Regions from separate parts of the Mus musculus genome. Here regions 2, 3 and 4 are each linked to region 1. Evidence: chromatin contacts called from public promoter capture Hi-C and targeted proximity ligation data. All regions are on one chromosome and are shown on one strand. The core of a region is the stretch at or near the end of the contact, and the rest is flanking DNA. Distances in the headings are between cores, read along the strand shown. Region 1 holds the start of Cnih2 (cornichon family AMPA receptor auxiliary protein 2). Region 2 holds the start of Aip (aryl-hydrocarbon receptor-interacting protein). Region 3 holds the start of Syt12 (synaptotagmin XII). Region 4 holds the start of Sipa1 (signal-induced proliferation associated gene 1).

Region 1 (2,908 bases), core at 304-2,803:
TGTATGCTGCACTGGGTTTCTCTTTCCTTTCTTCCCAATAGCAAGGGCCTCCCTGCCTCTGCTGCCCCTGGGTGCAGGCAGTAGCCAGGGGATCCAGGGCCTCAGATCCAGGGTCCTGCATCGGACCTCAGGACAGGTGCCAGGGCTGCGAGAGCCCCATAGCCACCTTTTCCTCATCTCTGCCTCACTCCATCGCTCCCACACAGCTTGAGCCGTCCAGCTGCGGTTAGGTCTTGAGCACATCTAGGGTAGGTGGGCGGATGGCTGCGGGGCCTGTGTCTCAAGCCGGGAGGGAGCCTGCTCCTGCCTCCCCCTGCCCTGCCTGAGCCAGGCCCATGTGCTGCCTGCCCACCGAGCCCCTTTGTCCCTGAGGAAAGCGGAGGCGGAAGGCCCACCTTGCCAAAGGCCGGGCACCAGCCTTAACCCTCACTCTGCCAGCACCACCTCCCTTTTCCGAGGCAGCACATCTGGCTTGTTCTTCCTCCATTCCTCAGAGCCTGACAGGGCCAGACCTGCTTCTCTGGGGAATGTGGGTGCAGCTTGGGGTTGTGGGGCTCTTCCCCCTCCCAACTCAGAATCCTGGCCCCCACCCTCTGGCACAGCTTCCTGTAGAAAACCTTTGGTCTTTACCTAAGAAGCCATGTCCTTTGTGCTGTCTCTTGCCAGTCTCACCCTACAACCTGTCCTCCCCCTCCAGTGTGTATTTAAGTCCCTGGGCTGCCCCTCTGGGAGGGAGCCTCTTCTCCCAGGTTCCCCTCTGATGTCACATCAGGCATCTTGCAAGGAAAAGCCACTTGGGGGAAGATGGAAAAGGATGAAAAAATAAATTTCCACTGGCCCTTGGATAAGCCAAGGGTTTTTGCAAGGAAGCGGTGGTGACTGAGTGTGGTCTATGGTCAGAGTCAGCTTTGAGTTGCTGGGTGGAACTGGAGTCCAGAGTTTGGTGTGATGCATGGGGGGTCCTGGCTTGGACTGTATCTTAAGCTTGCTGGTAAAAGCCCTTGACCCACATACTGGGGCTGGGAAAGCCTGCTGTGCGGCTATGGGATGTCCCCAAGGGCCCAGCATGAATCTGTCAGAGGGAGGCTGGCAGGAGGCCGTCAGGTGAGCCACCAACATCCACTGGGACAGGCGTTCAAGGCATGAAGTTAGAAGCAAGGAGCAGGCGTTGGTCCCCCTGCATTTAGTCTTCCCCTCCTCCAGTCCCCGACTTTAGTCCCCTCTTGTGGCTTGAAGCCAGATGCCAGCTATCCTGAGCTTTGACAAGCGCTGCTTTACATTAGGACCTCAGTTGTATCCCCCTGAGCCAGCACTCTGTGGAGACGGGAGTACAGAATGTGGCTATAGTGGGCTTAGTTGTCCGAAAGTTGTACCAGGAACGGGCTTCCAGGTCTGCATGTTCTGGAGGTGCACAAACACTGGGCTCATTGGGGTGAGTGGCTGTGCTGGGCTGATGAGGCTGGCGGAGGGGCGCTCTGAGTCTCAGCCCCGCCCGAGGCCGCTGCACGGCGGCCCCGCCCCCGGCTCCGCCCCGCCGGCTTCGCGGGCTGGAGAGCGAGGGAGCCGCGGGCGAGGGATCGCAGGATGAGCGATCGGGGCCCGGGCAGCCGGCAGCGGACGCGCCCCCCGAGCCCCACGGCCCGCGCCCCGCGTCCCCCACGGCCTCGTGGCCCTGGTCCCGGACGCGCTGTCCGTGTCCCTAGAGTCCGGTGGGCCATGCCCGTCCGGCCCTAAGTGTGGGCCGGGGGGCGTCCCCTTGCGCCCAGACCCCGCGCTGGCGCCCCCCGGGCCACCGCCCGGCGCGGGGGCCATGGCGTTCACCTTCGCAGCATTCTGCTACATGCTCACCCTGGTGCTGTGCGCCTCCCTCATCTTCTTTGTCATCTGGCACGTAAGACTGGGCTTGGACTGGGGGCGGGGTGGGGGGCAAGTGGGCTTATGGAGCAGGAGGGGGCTGGGGCTGATGGTATCAGTGCTCCGGGGAAACTTGAAAGGTCTTTTCCACTAGCCCCCATGGTTTCTGTTCGCACCCCCCAACACCCCCTTGTCGTTGGCTTCCTTCCCCCGGGGCAGCCCCCCCCTTCCTTCACCGCCCCCGCCTGTCTGTGGGTATGTCAGTAGGTCCTGACCCTCTCCTTGCTTCATCCAGTCATTGGGCAGGGGCGGAATTCTTGATCCTTCTATATTCTCATCCATCCACCCCCGTCTGTCCATCGGGCAGTTTGTCTGTGTGCCCCCCCAGCCCCCCCGCTGAACCCCTCTCCTTTGTGGGTTTTTCCAACCAGAATGATGGAGATGGTTGCTATGGCAACTGCATCTGTTTACAAGACCCGCATATCTTAGAACCCATTAACCCTGTCCCCTCCTGGACCCCTCTGACCCAAGTGGGATAGGTTCGAAGCAGCTCAAGAAACCTAGCTCCCACCTGGTCTCACTCTGACTCTCCAGCTTCCTTCTGATTCCTTCACATACGTGCCTTTTGTCTTTCATGTCCCTCACTCCTGGTCTGCCCTCACCCTGGCCTAGCCTCACACCTCACTCTTCAGAATGTCTCTTGTCTCATCTCAAATGGTTTCCCATTGGAGAGGGTTCTTGTACCTAGTTCTCTCCTGGGCTTTCCCAAGGGCCTCCTCTACCTGGTTCTTTCTCCTCTCTAGAACTGTGAGCCTCTGGCTTACTGTTGAGGTCTCTGCCGGCTCCTTCCAGCTGCCCCTCCTCCAATGCACTCAAACGGGTCCCATACAGGCCTGTCTCTCTGTTGTAGCTACTAGCATGCACATCTCCTGGTCTAATCCTCTTTTAAGTGTTCTCTTATCTGACTGCATCCAGCGTGCCTCCGTCCCCTCTTGCTTTACCTTTCTTGCTCTCCATTTCTTGTGTCTTTCTGGGACTTGCTGCCTCCCAGAAA
Region 2 (2,908 bases), core at 216-2,715, 980 kb after region 1:
GCTATGTGGGTGTGGAGAATGGAACTTACATTCTCTAAAGAAGTACAGTGCTCTTAACTGCTGAGTCATCACTCCAGGCCATACGCTATTTTTTTCGTGACTGATATTTCACTGAGAATACTGATAGGATTATGTAGTGTATTAAATTAGCTTAATTTGTGTGTGTGTGTATGCTAGAGAAAGAACCCAGGACCTCTCAAATGCTAGGCAAATGTTCCAACACTGAGCTACACTCTCAGTCCCTAGCTTAACATTTTATTTATTATTATTGTTGTTGTTATTGTTGTTATCATTAGTTTTTCAAGACAGGGTTTCTCTTGCTGTCTTGGAACTCCCTCTGTAGGCCAATCTGAACTTGAACTCAGAGATCCACCTGCCTTTGCCTCCCAAGTGCTGGGGTTAAAGGCGTGTACCACAACAACCTGGATAATATGTTATTATTTTTATCTATCTACATCTTTCATGCTCTGGTGTATACTTATCAGCCATATCGGTCAGCTTTCCTTCTGTTGTACTTTCTGCAAGATGAGTACAGCAGACTACTTAGCTCGCCTGTAAGCTCTCTGTGTTGATAGAAAACAAACCCAAGCATGTTTCCTCTTCCCTTCAGAAAGTCCCCTCTCTGAGGACTTTTTTTTTTTAAGATTTATTTATTTATTTATTATATAAGTACACTGTAGCTATCTTCAGACACACCAGAAGTGGGCATCAGATCTCATTACAGATGGTTGTGAGCCACCATGTGGTTGCTGGGATTTGAACTCATGATCTCTGGAAGAGCAGTCAGTGCCCTTAACTGCTGAGCCATCTCTCCAGCCCCTCAAGACTTTTTGCTGGAAAGTGAAGCAGTCAGAGTATGTGACTTGGGGCTCAGGGGAAAGAAAATAATCTTCCTGGTTATGATATAAGGGATGAAGACACTACAGAGAAGTATGTGTCACCACACCGGGTTTCCTTCCTTTTTTTTCTTAAGACAAGTGAATCTAGAGTCCAGAATCTAGATGTTATAACTTATGCTAAAGTATGCAAAATAAAAGGGCCAAAGGGGCCGGGCGGTGGTGGCGCACGCCTTTAATCCCAGCACTTGGGAGGCAGAGGCAGGCGGATTTCTGAGTTTGAGGCCAGCCTGGTCTACAAAGTGAGTTCCAGGACAGCCAGGGCTACACAGAGAAACCCTGCCTCTAAAAAACAAAACAAAGCAAAACAAAAAAGGCCCAAAGGGAATACACAGGTGAAGCGGTGTTTTTCGTTTTTCATTTTTCTAACTGAAGTGCCGATAATAGGGCATCTACAACTTAAATGGAGTGGCACACAGCTAGGAGAGCTGCAACCCCTATAAAGCCAACTAAGCACAACTGGCAGGGGAGGGACAACCAAAGGCCCGCCCCTAAGCAGGCTCAGGCTCCGCCCCCAGTGCCGCGTTAAAGCCGTAGCATTAGGAACCAATCACGGCTCTTTTCTTCATTCCCTCCCTTTTTTGGCTTCTGCCCTCAGTCAAAATGGCGCTTGCTCAGAAGCTGCCGAGGCGCTAGGAGTTGCCGAAACAGGTCCGGAAGCTACCGAGCGAGTCCGGAAGTTGCCGAAAGGGAGCAGCGGGGAAGGAGGATGGCGGATCTCATCGCAAGACTTCGAGAGGACGGGATCCAAAAGCGTGTGATACAGGAGGGCCGAGGAGAGTTGCCGGACTTTCAGGATGGCACTAAGGTTTGTGTCCATCCTCTCCCCACTTTCCCAGCGTCTCTTCTGAAGCGCGGTGCGCATGCGAGGCGGGAGGAGGCCGTAGGTGAGAGGTTGCGCATGCCCAGAGAGCAGCTGCCAGTCAGGCTACCTCTCACATGCCGAGCTCGACGCTGATTGGTCTGGATTTAAGTGGGAGTTAATTCAGATATGTCTACTCCGCCCCTTGGCTTTGCTTTAGGACTGCATTGGACAGGGGTGGGTGTCAGTCATCTCAAAATGGTTTGGTGTGGGTGTGACCTCAGTGCTGATACCCGTACCTGAAGGTTCAAAGCTCATGCAGTTTTGAGTAAAGGGGCCTTCTGAAACCATCTAGGACAATTCTCATTGTTTACATAGGGAAACTGAGGTCCTGGAACTAAAAAAAACACAGAGTCCCAGAGATCCAGTTTTCCAGACCAAACTCCTATGTCAGCGTTCTGATAGATGGTAGCATTGCTTTTATATCTGGGCACCAAGTTCAGGTGCCCCTCCCTAAGGCACTCCATACCTCTAGGTTCCCCTGCTTTGTTGCTGTAGATCTCTAATCACAGTTGTGGAGCTGATACCAGTGAAGCCAAAAGCAAGAATTCTGTGAATGAATGTATGCCCTCTGGCCAGTGGTGTTAAGCCAGCAGGCAGAGAGTCTAGTCTGATGTGGTGAGGGGTAAATGCTGAGAGCAGAGGGCAGGCATGTGGTGGTAGTGATCAGCTGTGCTTGAAAAGGGGATCTACAAGCTGGGCCTGGTGGCCCATGCCTACAGTCTCAGCCGCTGGTGAAGCTGGGCTACAGCATGAGTTCAAGGCCAGCTCAGGACACTCAATGAGACCCTGTCTTAAAATTAGAGAGATGGAGATAGAGAACAGGCTTTGGAAGGAGCCTGGCAAGAGGGATGCTAGATGGAAAAGCTTAGGATAAACTAATATAAGACTAATCTGTGAGCAGGGGCACGTGGTAAATAGAAGCAGGCAGGATTAAACAATCACTGGGGCTCAGGAGGGGGGACCGTCTTCTGCTGGTGAGGTGGCTTAGTGGATAGAGTGCTTGCTGCCAACCTGATGGCCTGGGTCAGATCCCCAGGACCCAGATGGTAGAAGGAGAGAAGTGACTTCTGCAGGTTGTCCTCTGACCTCATACAAGCATGATGTCACATGTGAGCCCCCAAATACAGAAATAAGTGTAACACCACCA
Region 3 (2,908 bases), core at 187-2,686, 620 kb after region 1:
AAATAAATCTTTAAAAAAAAAAAAAAAAGCGTGTGCCACCGCTGCCCAGGAAGCACTCTTAAAAAAAAAAAAAAAAAATTAAAAACGAAAATGGGTTCAGTCTTGCCAAAGCTATAAGTAGCCTTGAAGGTTAGTTAAATGGGAAATGGCACCAAATGTCCATGGTCCAATCCCTAGCTCCAAGACAGAACTCACTTCTTTTTCAGGTCCAGAAAATGATGGTGCCCCCTATAGGTGAGGGTGAAGTTGCAACCTCCCTTTGGTTTTCTGGACCAAGCTTGTCTGTCTGCTCTCCACACTACTCTCAGACAACCCAGCCTTTTGGTATTGGCTCTCCATGAGATTGTCAACTTCTCTCCCAGACTCCAGATCCTCCTGGAGGCCTAGTCAGGTGTCTTCCCAGCTCGCTGTTCTGGTCACTGTGTCCAGAACAGGTGCCCCGCCGCCCCCTCCTGAAGGGCAACACCCAGCCTCTCCTAATACCCGACTTATCTTCCTGCCAGACTGCGCGGGCAGGGAGGGGACCTGTCCCTTGTTCCCGGAAGATCGCCCACGCCTGGCACTGTGCCGAGAGCCTGGGTGAGAGCGTCATAAATATCTCCTGAATGATTCATTCATTCCTTGGAAGAGAAAGTATGACCCTTAAGAGGTTAAAAAAGAAAGTCAGGTGTGGTGGCACATGCCTTTAGTCCCAGCAATTGGGAGACAGAGGCTGATATCTCTGTGAGTTCGAGCAAGGCCAGCCTGATCTACTTAGTGATTTCCAGGACAGCTAGGGCTATAAAGTGATTCATTCTCCCATTCTCCCTCTCTCTCTCTCTAAAAAAAAAAAAAAAAAAAAAAAAAAAAAAAAAAAAAAAAAGACTTTGAAGTCATTTGGCCTTCATATCCACCCTGGGCCTTATCTCAAAAAAAATAAATAAATAAATGGAGTGGCCGCCGATGAGGTCATTGCAGAGATTACAAAAGATGATGTCGGTAAGTGACCTGGACTGGTATAGCGTACAATCACAACTCAATCATGGAAGGAAATATCAGCCATTCAGAGAAGGGAATACTGCTGGCTGCGCTGCTCGCTGGTCTGATTTTGTGAGTGTGTGTGTGTGTGTGTGACTCTCTTGAGTCCGTTTTACAGATAAAGAAACTGAGGCCTAGAAGGAGAACAACATAAAGGGAGTGGGGTGCGCCCCTGGTGAGCACAGGGTTCCCTACCCAACACATCCACAAGCCTGCGATCCCAGGGTCCAACTTGGCTGCCCCCCCCCCCCCCAGGACCCTCACGCGCTTGGGGATCTCCGACTAGATCCTCGCAGCGCTGCTCTGCTCCTTGGAGTAGAGAGAGCGCTCGGGGTTGTCACTTTAAATTCAAGAAGGAGCAGGCGAGCGGGCGGGCGAGCGCGAGGGAGCGCGCGGCGGGCTCCTGGGAGCGTGCCCGGACTGCGGCGCTGCTCCATTCGGCCGCCGGGCCCCGCGGAGCCCCCATCGGTGAGGCGAGGCTCCAGCAGGAGACGAGCGCCCCGCTACACTGCAGGGGTGGCGTAGCAGCGGGCGGCCGAGCGCCTGTGAGAGCCAACTGCGGGAGGCCAGCGTGGGAGCAGAGATAGAACCAGGAGTCGGACCCGCGTCCCCTCCGCGGAACCCCGGGTGAGTAGGCACCCTGGCCCCCACACAGAGCGCGGCAGGCACAAGCGCCCTGGGCATGGACGGGCGGACGCACTCAGTCCCTCTTCTTAAGCCCGAAACCCGGGGCCCCTCACACTCCGTACGTCTGCACCCCCGCGCTGCGCTGGCACACCAACGCGGGGCACAGAGCACGCCCGGCGCCCTTCCCCGGCCCAGCCACTCCGCGCACTGCGCATCGCCTGGCGCCAGCTCGCCCGGCCCCCATGTGCACACACGCGGTTCACCCGGCTGTTTACACACCTCCCCTGAGCTCGCACACCGCACACACCCCTCACCTTCACACTCAACACCTTGGCTGTCCTAACTGCCCCTGACCTTACATCCCGTTGGGGGTCCCTGGCCAGTGCCCCCTCCCAAAATTCCAGTGTGGTGTGAGGGTATGAGGATCTGCATCGTAGGGGGCGCGTCGCATCTCTTCTCCAGGAGGCCTACGGGAAGAACCTAAGGGTTCCTTGAGCTTCACTCGAAGCTGTGTATAGACGGGAGCTGAACATGGGGGCAGTAAACGGCATTGTAGGTGAAGGAGCCCTGAGCCTTTCTCTTTGGTGGGCATGGTGCTGCTAAAAGACTGTCTCGCCTTACAGTTGATGGGGACAAATCCGTTGAGAAGAACCTGGGAAACAAGCACCTGAGCTGTTTAGCCAGGGTGCAGAGTTTGCAGAGCCTCAGAAGTAGTCCTTATTAGAAACTAAGAAAGGCAAGGGAAGGAAACCCACCTAGGTGTTAACAATGCACCCAGTAAGGCCAGGACAATTACAATTATACACTCACCTCACCCCACCCCACCCCCAATCCCAACCCCAACCCCCATTTCCAGTCCTCTCTGAGCAATGTGAAATCTTTCTCAAGCAGCCCAGAAGAGTGGGACCTCCCAGCCTGGGGTCCAAACCTGGCTTCATCCTACTAAGTGCTTGCTAGTGACTTGGATGGGGCAAGTCACTTTTCACACCTTGAAGGGCTGGAGTCTCAGCTGCTAGGCCACCCCTCCCTACATTTCCAGGGCTGACAGGGAACCCTGGACTCTCTGGGGGCATTTCCTGAGCACAAGGCAAGTCCCCCCTGATACTATGCTGGCACATAGTAGGTGCCCAGTGTCAGCTGTCACCCACCCCCAGCCAGTCTGCACTGTGGTTCCTGCGGGTGTCTGGGGGATGGCACCAGGATGTGGTTATCCATCCGGAAAGTGTTGTGGGGGAGAGATGCTCTTACTCACTTGCAAAGCTTT
Region 4 (2,908 bases), core at 208-2,707, 570 kb before region 1:
AGCAGTATTCCTGAGGGTTGCACACCCTCCGGTGCCCCAGGTGACTGGCCTGTCCCTGCTGAGGAACGCGAGAGCCCGGCTGCCCAGCCCTTGCTGGAGCATCAGTACTGAGGAGTCAGCCTGGCCTCTGCTGGATCGCATCCCGGGACTCAGTAACTCGGACTCTGCTGGACTACAGAACTGATTGGCTTTGGCTCTGGTGTCTGCACCCTGATATCTGGCTACTTCAGTGTCACAACTCAGTGACCTAGACTTCTCTCCCTGATCCGTGGCCTGGATCCCAAACTGAGGCAGCAGCCTCCTAGCCAGGCCCTAAGAGCCAAACCCATGGGCTGGTCCCTCATTGGAGCCCATGGCCAGGACTGACTTTGCCTCTGGGGCCTGCACTGCCCCCAAGGCTGGCCTCCTTAGCCTGGACCTGGGGCCCGATATGTGGCAAGGGTGGGTTCATTCGTTCTTTTGTCATTTTTCTTTCTTTTTTTTTCTGTGCTTCAGAGACACCAAATTAATAACACTATTTTTGATTTTGGTTGGCAGTTTTATTTTCTGTGGGACGAGGTGAGGTTGGTAGAGGTGCCGGAGGCAGGGAGGCTGAAGTCAGAAGAGTGTGAGGGATAAGGGGTCAGACTGCTGGGCTCCAGGCAGACATGAGGTGGGATGGGCTGCCTTCCTCACCTGCCTCTGCCTTTCTTTTTTTTTTTTTTTTTTTAATGGTTTAAGAGCTTTATTATAGAAATGCAGGGGGGAAGAGAAAAGGTAGAGAGAGAGAGTGTGTGGGGACGGGGAAGGCTAGAGAAGAAGAAAGAGAAAGGAGAGAAAAGACAAAGGGAAGAGGAGAAAGAAGTGAGAGGATAAAGGAGAGAGCTGAGCCTCTGCTTTTCAAGCAGTCCTCTATGCCCAGGTGGCTCACACATCCATCAGCCTTGATCTTGATCAAAGACTGCTCAACCTCATTTGTTCCAAGCTTAAAGAAAATAACAGGTGAATAGAAAGGATTCTATTTCGTTTTTGAGACAGGGGCTTACTATGTACTCCCTATGTACATCAGGCTGGCCTTGACCTCAGATCCACCTGCCTCTGCCTTCAGAGTGCTGGATTTAATGGTGTTCGCCATTGCATAAATGGTAGCCTGTGTAGATCAGTTATCTAGCTTGGCCCAGCCCTTAAAGAGTGAAATAGTTTCTGGCCCTAATACCTGCTGTCTGCTGAGCCACAGCAGGACACTAAGTGGCCTCTAGCGCTCCAATTGGTCTGGAAGGCAGGTACATTTGTTCCCATTTCTCGGTGAAGTCACTGACTGGGCTAGGACCGGGAGTTAAAAGAGCAGCTGAAGGCTGGGACAGAGAACTTCAGGCTGTCCGGGGCTGCCTAGGTTCCTGTCGGAGGTCCCCACCCACTGTGCTTCCCGCCTTAGACAGCTCCCGGGTAGTCCCGCCCCTCCACTACGTACCGCCTCCATCCTGGCCCCGCCCCCAGGCGGAGCGGAGGCGCCGGGAGCGGTGTGAGCAGGCAGCGGGACCTTGGTGCGGAAGGCAGCGGTGGCCAGCTTGAGCCCGAGAGGTACTGGCGGGATCAGGGATCGGGAGGCACCAGGTTCGGGCTGGATACCCAACAAAGTAGCCTGGACGTGAACCCTTGTAGTGTGGGGAGGAACGGGACTATTGGCTGCTTTCGCTACACGTACCCCACCCAACCTCCTGCCCCAGTCCAGCCCCGAGTCAGCACGTCCAGTGTTCTGTCTCCTGCTGGCAGCTCCCACTCCCTCCTCTGCATGAGCAGATTCAGAGCTCCACTGAGTGGATTCATTGGTTCTGGACTTTTCTCAGCAATGCTGGCAGCTGCTCCTGCTGCTGAGTGTGTGGGGCTCCCCCTATTCTGGGGCTCCCCTTTTCCCAGTGTGACCTCTTTCCCAGCCTTTGCAATCCTGAGTCTGGCCTGGGAGGAAACATCTGCAGCACTCCCTGGCAACAGAAATAGGGTCACGACCTCCAGATGTGCTGGGAAGCATCCAGCGCCTCCTCCTGGGGCAGCCAGGCCTTCCGGATCTGTGGGGGCGGGGCACCCCCCTTTTCCCCCCTCAGTGACACAGGCTGCAAGGAATGTCCTGGCCTCAATGGACCTTGTGTGAAGATGAGGGGTGGGGGGCAGAGCCCAAGTACACCCCTTAAGGCAGGGCCAGAACAAGAGGGAGCTCCTGGACTGGGCTGCACACATTCCCAGGGCTCCTCCCGGCACTGCGGCCTCAGTCTGTGCCCACAGCTTGGTCTATGGACCTGGGGCCTGCACAGTTCACACACGGACATAGTTGGCTTCACCTTTCAGTTTCCAAGGAGTCTTCAAAGAACTCATGAAGTGCAGCATCAGAGCTTATCCTAGAAGACAGACAGACAGACAGGAAGACCCTGAGGAGGTCTGCTCTTGTTTGGTTCTGGAGACCCAGCTGAGGGGCACCGTGGAGCTGCTCCCTGTCCCCTCCCAGCCTGGCCCCCTTGATGCCACTGGATGATGCAAAAAAAAGTACTAATGGAGGCCTGCCCCTGCCCCAGCTGTTGGCTCCATTCCTAGCTCACGCCGAGGTAGGCTCGGCCTTCTCACACCTTTTGCACCTGCCTAGTGTAGCTTCACCACATTTCCGCACTTAGTAGGTCCCTGGGGCCTTGGGTGTTTCAGCCTTACATCCTGTGAGACCTTGAGCCTCTCCCGTCTCCCCTCACAAGGCTGCCTTACTCCTACGCACACGGGCAGAGTAGGCAGGTGCAGCTCTGACAAGTCCAGAAGCAGCAGTTCTCAACCTGTGTGCTGGGACCCCTTTGAGGGTCGAGCAGTCCTTTCACAGGGGTCACACTTGAGATATTTATCTTCTTCTTCTTCTTCTTTTTGTTTTTCAAGACAGGGTTTCTCTGTGTAG

The links. Promoter capture Hi-C pulls out the DNA fragments that hold promoters and counts their contacts.
Region 2: a promoter capture Hi-C map of fetal liver shows a contact between it and region 1, with 2.8 times the contacts expected there. A contact is called at or near these places in 4 of 39 promoter capture datasets (fetal liver, liver, maxillary cranial neural crest and 1 more) and 1 of 130 datasets of targeted methods (pancreatic cancer cells).
Region 3: a contact with region 1 is called in a targeted proximity ligation map of pancreatic cancer cells. A contact is called at or near these places in 1 of 39 promoter capture datasets (the SN4741 cell line) and 4 of 130 datasets of targeted methods (bone marrow-derived macrophages, craniofacial prominence, kidney and 1 more).
Region 4: a promoter capture Hi-C map of the SN4741 cell line shows a contact between it and region 1, with 3 times the contacts expected there. A contact is called at or near these places in 8 of 39 promoter capture datasets (the SN4741 cell line, hippocampal neurons, liver and 4 more) and 1 of 130 datasets of targeted methods (pancreatic cancer cells).

What each region holds. Positions count from the first base shown.
Region 1 is chr19:5,097,166-5,100,073 of GRCm38.p6, reverse strand. Cnih2 (cornichon family AMPA receptor auxiliary protein 2) reads left to right here and starts at 1,553. Exons shown (of 6, transcript NM_009920.4): 1 at 1,553-1,891. The coding sequence starts at 1,811. Rab1b (RAB1B, member RAS oncogene family) reads left to right here. Exons shown (of 6, transcript NM_029576.3): 6 at 1-867.
Region 2 is chr19:4,120,132-4,123,039 of GRCm38.p6, reverse strand. It overlaps Aip (aryl-hydrocarbon receptor-interacting protein), which reads left to right and starts at 1,465. Exons shown (of 6, transcript NM_001276284.1): 1 at 1,465-1,704. The coding sequence starts at 1,606.
Region 3 is chr19:4,475,671-4,478,578 of GRCm38.p6, reverse strand. Syt12 (synaptotagmin XII) reads left to right here and starts at 1,436. Exons shown (of 8, transcript NM_134164.5): 1 at 1,436-1,644.
Region 4 is chr19:5,662,256-5,665,163 of GRCm38.p6, reverse strand. It overlaps Sipa1 (signal-induced proliferation associated gene 1), which reads left to right and starts at 1,457. Exons shown (of 17, transcript NM_001164480.1): 1 at 1,457-1,560. It overlaps Pcnx3 (pecanex homolog 3), which reads left to right. Exons shown (of 35, transcript NM_144868.3): 35 at 1-529. The coding sequence ends at 111.